Linked DNA regions of Mus musculus: region 1 is linked to region 2. A link is a contact called in public HiChIP or PLAC-seq data. All regions are on one chromosome and are shown on one strand. Each heading gives the region's core, a stretch centred on a gene start, on an enhancer-like site or on the middle of the called end of the contact. The rest is flanking DNA. Distances are from core to core; before and after follow the strand shown.

Region 1 (4,129 bases), core at 1,135-3,634, 240 kb after region 2:
CTTGAGACAGGGATTTTCTATATAGCCCTGGCTGTCCTAGAACTCTCTCTGTAGACCAGGCTGGCCTTAAACTCAGAGATCCATATGCCTCCACCTCCCAAGTACTGATTAAAGGTGTGCGTCCCCGTCCCCCCCCCCCCACACACACCCTTTTATATATATACATACACATTTAAAAGGAGGGAGATCTGATGTTCTCTTCTGGTGTGCAGGTATACATGTAGACAGAGCACATTAAAACCAACAAACAGGTTGGGGATTTAGCTCAGTGGTAGAGCACTTGCCCAGTATGTGAGAGGCCCTGGGCTCAGTCCTCAGCTCTTGGGGGGTAGAAAAAACAACAAACAAATAACAGCTGGGCATGACTTCATGAGTTTGTAACCCCAGCATTGGGGAGAAGCGACTGGGGATTCCAAGAGCTCACTATCAGCAAGACTAAGCTGAAACAGCTTCCAGTTCAGTGAGAGACCTTATGTCAAGGGAATAAGGTGAGGATGGAAAGCTGCAGATGAAAATGCGAGGTCCTAAATGAGCATGACATACAAAACATGCTCACAAGCACAACTCCAAACCCATTTTTCTATCATCTGAGCACGACAATAGCCTCCAGGAAAACTATGTGTAGAGACGTAAGAAAACAGTGTAGGGCTGGAGAGATGGCTCAACGGGTAAGAGCACTGACTGCTCTTCCGAAAGTCCTGAGTTCAAATCTCAGCAACCACATGGTGGCTCACAACCATCTGCAATGAGATCTAATGCCCTCTTCTGGTGTGTCTGAAGACAGCTACAGTGCACTCACATATAATTAATTAATTAATTTTTTAAAAGGCTTGTGCTAGCATACCCATTGTTTAAAAAAAGAAAAAGAGAACAGTGTAAAGTTTATTTTGACATAATTGGCACAATGGTGATTCTTTGCCATTATCCACTTACATGTGGTGAGTTTTTTTTTTTTTTTCCTTCTGCACTGGTCCCTCTGGCCATTATCCACTCTTAACCCTCCTTGTTCTATTATTATAAACTATCTCCTAAATTATACTCTGGCTCATTTGAGTCTGTTATGTGGGAAACACAAGATCTGGGAGCCTGTGGCAGGCCGGAGTGAGAGTCCAGTAAGAGGACAGATCCCCACTGAAAAGGAACTGTTGCAGAATGGGAGATGAAGTCAGTGGCCACATCTCCTGTTAATTTACATACACGGGTATGACTAGGTCTGGGAGGTAGCTGGACTGGCAGGGTGCTTCTAGCAGGAACAAATCTCTGTGTCTCATCGACAGCACCTCAGAAGTCCCAGAGGTGTAATGCCTGCACTAGGAGATGCAGACAGGAGGATCACAAATTCCATGTCATCCTTCACTACAAATCAAATTCAAGGTCAGGATTGAGTACACGAAAGTTTCAAACAAACCAGCCAGGTGGTGGTGGTGCACTCTTTAAGCCCAGCACTCAGGAGGTAGAGGCAGGTGGGTCTGTGTGACCTTGAAAACAATCAAATGAAAAAACCCAAAGCTGTAGGAATCACTATCTACTGTGTATTATTTGTGTGTGTTAATTTGAATGTCGGAGTGCAGGCAGGCCTGCATCTGTGTAGGGTCAGAAGACAACTTCTGGAAGTTGCCTTAGTAAGGCAGTTTATGAGTCAGAGTTCTTACTATGTAGCCCTGGCTGGCCTAAACTAGACCAGCTGCAGGCAAACTAAAGGACTCTGCCTCTGCCTCCCGAGTGCTGAGATTTAATGCATGCGCCACCACGAGGGCTGCAGAACTGATCTATCAGAACTGAAGCCTGCAGTCTCTCCACGAAGTGAGACTACGCACGTGGTGTGGGGTATCTCGGGGTTTGGTCTATCTGCAGGTCAGTTCCATCAATCCCCATATAACAGGACTCCTTGAGGTAGAGGCGACCCTTCAGCTTGCAGGGATGCTCCGGCCTCAGTTAATCGAGGGCTTTGGTTCCTCTAATCTGAAGTTTTGTCCTGCCCTCTGACTAGAAAGGAGCTCTATTTCCCAGAGAGCTGGTTTTCCGTGCCTAAGCTGCACAGACTGGAGGAAGCCGCATCCTCCAGGATCTCAGCACAGGGACGCGGCTCGGCTGCCTATTGGTAGCCAGTAGGACGCGGAAGCGCCGGGGCGCGCGAAGAGAACCAGGTAAGAGGCCTCTCGGAGAAACTACGGCAGGAATGGGGCACGCCTACCGTGGGTGAAGGACGCAGCACGCCACACCTCACGACGCTGCCGCCAGCCGGTATCGCGTTACCTGCTCCAAGATGCCTGCGCGCAGCCGGCCCCACCCTCGGCGTCACCTGTGGGCGCGCCCCGCCCGCTTCCCCGCGCACATGCGCACGGCGACCCGCCGGCTGTGGTGTCACGTGCCGGGCGCCTGCCACCGCCTCCTGGGCGGGAGCTTCCTGTGGCTGTCTCCGCCGCGGCCGCCCGGGGGCCGCGGAAAGCTAGGCGGTTCCGGGCTCGAGAAGGCCCGGTTTTGGTTCGGATCCGCCGCGAGGTATGCCACGTGCCCGCTTCCCGGCGTGTGGACTCTGGGGGCGGCCGGGGAGATAGAGGCGGCTTGGGTCGGGCCGGGCGGAGCCTGGCATCGGGAGGGCCGCGACCGGCCTGCGGCAGCGGAGCATCTCATTCTCCCGAGCTCCTTCACTCCCGCACCCCACCCCGGCTGACGCTTCGCTGTTGACTGCAGTCCGAAATGTGACACTTGGAGTGGCTTACGCCTGTGCGCTCACACCAGGGAACCTCGCAGCCCTGTTGATTCCCGCTCCGGACGCGGGATCGTGTCTTGTTTCTTAATCCCCACGCCACCTCACGCTTCTTCATAGATTTGCAAGATGCTCAGGGCTGAGGTTTCCCGCCCTATATGATCTCCCACTTCCCTGGGCACCTTCTGCATCAACCCATAATGCTTCCCAGTGTCTAACGCCCAAGTGTCTTTAAAGCCTTAAAGCTGTTTCTCTTTCTCCCCTAGTTCATGCCTTCATTTCTAGCCTTACGGTTTGGTTTATGCCTCCGTGGTGCTGGGCGTTTCTTCTCCTTGTGTAGGCCAAGCCAGTTCTCACCTCAGAACTGGTGTCAGTTCGTTTGATTTGCTTGGAGTTCTGCTATTCCCCAGTGTGCAAACTTCATGACTCAGCACAGGCATCGTCCTCTCCTAGATGTCTTTTCTATGTCCTCGATAAGGGGCTGCCTCTTGCACCCATTGTCCCTGCAGCTGCTCTGTGGTCGTTGTCTGCCCATGGGTCTGTTTCCTTGAAGCCTGAGGTAGGAGCAAATGAGTTCCTTCCAGTGCTGGACAGGTGGTGCTACAGTACCCGCTGACCACTTGTGACACCTTTCAGAGGATCTGAATACTGAATCAGGTGCAGAGTGCCCACGGGAACTGATGATGAGAACGATCCATGCCTGTGCTGCCCAGTGGTACCCATTAATCAGATTCACCTACTGAGCACTTGAAATCTGTCTGGTATGACTGAGGAGCTGAATTTTTAATTTAAATGTAAATAGACACATTATTTGCAGAACAGACAGCCTGTCCTGGAACTCACTCTGTAGACCAGGCTGGCCTCGAACTCAGAAATCCGCCTGCCTCTGCCTCCCGAGTGCTGGGATTAAAGGCGTGTGCCACCACGCCCGGCGACAGCACTGCTTTTAAAAGCCTTTCCAAACCATTGTACCTCAAATTGCTTCCATAAGTCTGCCTTCCATGGTCACCAGTCAGTTCAGAAATTGTGTTTCCACCCCCACCCCCCATATCCCTCTGTTGACAGTGGTCCCCTGCCTTCCGTCCCCTACCTCTCCTTGCCTCTGTGCTATTAATTATAAAGTGGTGTTTTAGCCCGTGGGAGTAAGTTCCCTAACCACGGGTACCACTGTTGGGGGCCATATATCATCATCTATTCCAGTCTGAGTCTCTTCAACTTTACACCTGATAGGTATCTAGCCTGCCAAGATGCCAGGGCCAAGACCTCGGAAGGGCCCTAAGACCAGTGGCCAGGGTGCTGAGACTGCCAAGCAGGTATGGATGTGGTCTCCTTCACCCCGGGTCCACATGGAGTATGGATCTCTAAACATTTGTGGCTAAAGAAATGGCTCAGTGGTTAAGAGTGCGAGCTGCTTGCTAC
Region 2 (3,623 bases), core at 832-3,331:
GAAACAATGAAGTAATTTTATGGTTGGGGGTCACCACAACATGAGGATCTGTACTAAAGAGTCGAAGTATTAGGGAGGCTGAGGGCCACTGCTCTAAAGAGACTAGGAGGTTGGAAATACACTCAGTCTTAGCGTACTTGTCTATAATATGCCCAAGGTCCTGGGTTGGCATTTCCAACAAGAAGGGAAAGTCCTCTTGCAGGGAATAATTGATTTCTGTGTCCTCAGTGCCTTGCACAAAGACCCTGTAGTCAAGATTGTAGTGAATGGGTAAATACATGGGAACAAACAAAAAATTAGCATGATTTCTTGGGTGTTTAGACACTTGCCAAATGTACAGGATATGATACCCTTGTCATTTGAAAATGTTTCGGAATTGCAGGTTGGACATCTTAGAAAAAGCCATTTTTGTAGTTGTAATTGGTGTATATCTAGTTGCTTTTGTCTCTTGTTTGGTGCTTACCTCTGCCTTAATCAGAAATGGAGACAATGATAGGTCATTTCCCTCTGGTAGATAAAGAGCCAGGAAGACCAGGAAAGCACACAGTCTTCTGCTCGTGTACTGTTAGGGACAAAAAACTCTCCATGGACCACCCCAGTTTTGCTGACACCTCTTACCCAGAGCAGGGGGAGGATCAGGCTCTACTTTCTGGATCCCTTTGGGGACTCAGAGGTATTAAGACCTACTGTCCTCCATCTCCATACTTAGGTTTCAGGATTGTCAGAGTTGGCCCAAGCAACCCAGTTTCTGAACGGCCAGGGAAAATGAAATATTTGCACCCAGACCCCACTATTAAAATGGTTGGAACTGGCCTCTGCTGTGGCATTATGCCACTGTGTCACACTGAACTTGCAGGAAGCCTTGACCCCCAGGTTTATGAGCATAGAGTACACCCCCAGGACTCAAGTATAAGTGTCCAGTAAAGAGAGTGAGAGGGAAGGGAAGGGCTGAGGCTGGGCTGAGATGGGGTTGGGTTGGAGCATCAGGTGAGGATGAAGGTTTGAGGTTGTGGTTTGGATGTAGGTCTAAAGCCAATTAAAGTCAAGTTGTGGGTAAACAGATGAGACGGTTTACAGGCAGGCTTGAGGAGGAGGCTGAGGCAGGTTAAGATTGCAGTAGTAATAGGGAATTCATAAAGCTGGGCTTGGGACTGTGCTGGTACCCGGAACAGCATCCAGAGCTCAGAGCCGCTGTGAGGACTAAGGGTAGAGTTAGGGATTCCTCTGTATGTCTGAAGATAGTATTTGCTGTTAGGGTGAAGGTTGGCTTGTGATTTGAGATTATGTTGAGAGTGATGGCAGAGTGAAGTTCAGAATAGGGACAGAATGAGTGCTTTGGGGGTAGTGCTGGTCAGGTTCAAGTGGGGCTCTAAATTATGGTTGGGGTCAGGATGAAGAAGGAGTTGAGATGGGGCTTTAAGGGTTTGATGTGGTACAAAGCAAGAGTAGGATCAGTGAGGAGTAAGGATGATTTGAGGGAAGGGCACTTAGATGAAGGTGGGGGCTTCCAAGAGGCTGGCTTGCGGGTGGGCTAGTGGGATAAGATGGGAGAAGGGGTTCAAGGTGAGGTTAGAGCCAGGGCCTGTACCTGAGCCACCACATGTAGTTGTGCTCGTAGGGGAAGAAGCTGTGCGGGTCGTCGCAGCAGTACTTGTGGTCGCGGAAGCCACAGCAGAAGACAGCAGCCGCTTCGCCCCCTGGCAGCGGGCAGCTGAAGCCGCGCACCACCTCCTGCTCAGCGCTCACGTAGCTCGAGCAGGCGCCGCTCATCGCGCCTCCTTGGCTCCCTGGACGGACGGACCGACAGCGGGTGAGCGAGAGACAACGGCCGGAGACCCCGCAGATCTTGAGAAAGAGCCCGAGGGCCAGGCAGGCAGGGAAGTGCGCAGGTAGAGGCGCTGCAGAGAAAGGCACGGCGAAAGGCGCGGAGGCGCGCGGTGAGGACGGGGCGCCCGGGGACCCGGTGGTCAGGTGCGCGGGCGCGGAGGCAGGGGTGCACGTGGGGACCCAGTCCAGGGTGGGGGCTGCCTCCTCGCCCCGGCTGCCGAGACACCACGCGACAGCCAGAGAGGCAAGGTGGATATTTGAGGCTCTCGCCTGAGCGAGGTACCACCGTGCGGGCCGCCAGGACCCTTCTCTGGGTAGTTGTGTGCTACGCAGAAGACAGGCAGAACGGGGTCCTCTGGGGTTGATGAATAATACTCCATTTAACTGGCAAAGCAACCTGAAGACCAGGGTTTTCATTGTATAGACGGCAGCTGAGAATCAGAGAGAGACAAGTCATTTCCCCAGGCTCCTTAGCTCATGGGATTTCAACCCTGTTGTCTGGCTGACTCTCAGCAAACCTCCTGTATTCCACATTGGCCTGGATGTCTTGATGACTGGCTTCCAACTCCCAAATGCTGGGATTTTGGGTGTGTGTCCACACCCTGCCCTCCAGTAATATTTTCAAAGTCTTGATTGCCTTTCTTTTCCTCTCCTGCTCTCTCTTTGACACACAATGTTCACACACACTCTTAGCACTCCCTGCTCTTGGCCAAAGACATTGAAGCAATTGTCTCAGGAATAAGCCTTTACCCCCACCTCAATTAGGGGTTGCCAACCTTCACAACTTGTTCCTAGACTACAAGGACAGTGTTCTCCTTCCTGTCTGAAGGTGCTTCCGAGCCTCAGTTTCTCCAGTGTACCCTGAGAGGGTGAACAAGGATCTTTGAGGATTTACCCAGTCCCTCCGAGCCTTAGCTCTGCATTTCCACAGAAGAGGATGGTAGGAGATAGTGTGGTGCATCCCTTTGCTGTGGCAGCTGTGTGTGGGATCATGGATCTGCAGGGGGCTGGGTATAAGCCTAACTGACCCCCTTCACGGCTTCTTTTCCCTTTGACCTGTAAGGCAGTTCAGTTCCACAGATGCCATTGTACACCACGCCTCTGACCTGAAGGTCAGATCCGGGCTGGCCCTTGAGAAACAGCTTGGTGGAGGAATCAACAGGGAGGGATCAATATAGGACCAGGATCATAGGCACAGAGGGGCTCTGTGTAAGGGAATAGCAAAGGTTTTAAGAGGGCAATGCTTTTAAAGGTCAGCCAAAACAATAAACAAAAAGGAGCCAGATCTGGTGGCATATGCCACTAGTCCAAACTATTCAGCAGGCTGAGGCAGGAGGATTGCTTCAGTCCAGGAGTTTAAAGCAAGCCTGGCAATACAGATCTCATCTCAAAAATGAGCAAAAACTTACCTTTGGCATGGATGATAGATAATGGTAGATAGATCATTTGCCTAGTATGCATGAGGGCCCTGGTTTTGTTACCAATACCTCAAACCAAGAAGAACTGTTAATATTCCCAGAAAACTCTTCTCTTGAGCTGTTATCACTGAAGACTGGCACTACTCTATTGAAGGCTCATTTTGACCTCTATTTACCAGAAGGGACAAAGGGGAGGAGCCCTTTGGGAAGGAGGGAGGCCTCTCTGAGGTGGACGACAATCCCCTAAATCCTTTCCAGTGAGGAATTAACTTCTTTCTCCTAGAAACCCAGAGGAAGGATCATGCCCTTGAGAGAAACCAGCACAATGTCACACGGCCATCAGGAGCGCTGCCATGCCTGCCTGCCTACCCAGGAGTT

What was found. HiChIP or PLAC-seq counts read pairs in DNA pulled down with a chosen protein or histone mark.
Region 1: an H3K4me3 HiChIP or PLAC-seq map of embryonic stem cells shows a contact between it and region 2, with 15 read pairs. The contact joins the promoter of Cc2d1b here to the promoter of Shisal2a in region 2. A contact is called at or near these places in 2 of 39 promoter capture datasets (hematopoietic stem and progenitor cells and neural stem cells), 1 of 15 datasets of contacts at CTCF or cohesin (the NIH/3T3 cell line), 2 of 484 Hi-C or Micro-C datasets (cerebral cortex and embryonic stem cells), 6 of 115 datasets of contacts at active chromatin or transcription factors (bone marrow-derived macrophages, embryonic stem cells and pancreatic cancer cells) and 3 of 9 other capture datasets (adipose tissue, liver and pancreatic islet).

The regions. Positions count from the first base shown.
Region 1 is chr4:108,617,572-108,621,700 of GRCm38.p6, forward strand. Cc2d1b (coiled-coil and C2 domain containing 1B) reads left to right here and starts at 2,385. Exons shown (of 25, transcript NM_177045.3): 1 at 2,385-2,502; 2 at 3,941-4,023. The coding sequence starts at 3,958. Gm12743 (a long non-coding RNA gene) reads right to left here and starts at 2,284. Exons shown (of 3, transcript XR_003955254.1): 1 at 2,195-2,284.
Region 2 is chr4:108,381,574-108,385,196 of GRCm38.p6, forward strand. Shisal2a (shisa like 2A) reads right to left here and starts at 2,082. Exons shown (of 3, transcript NM_001099303.2): 1 at 1,589-2,082. The coding sequence starts at 1,770. It overlaps Gm32297 (a long non-coding RNA gene), which reads left to right and starts at 1,650. Exons shown (of 6, transcript XR_003955247.1): 1 at 1,650-1,810.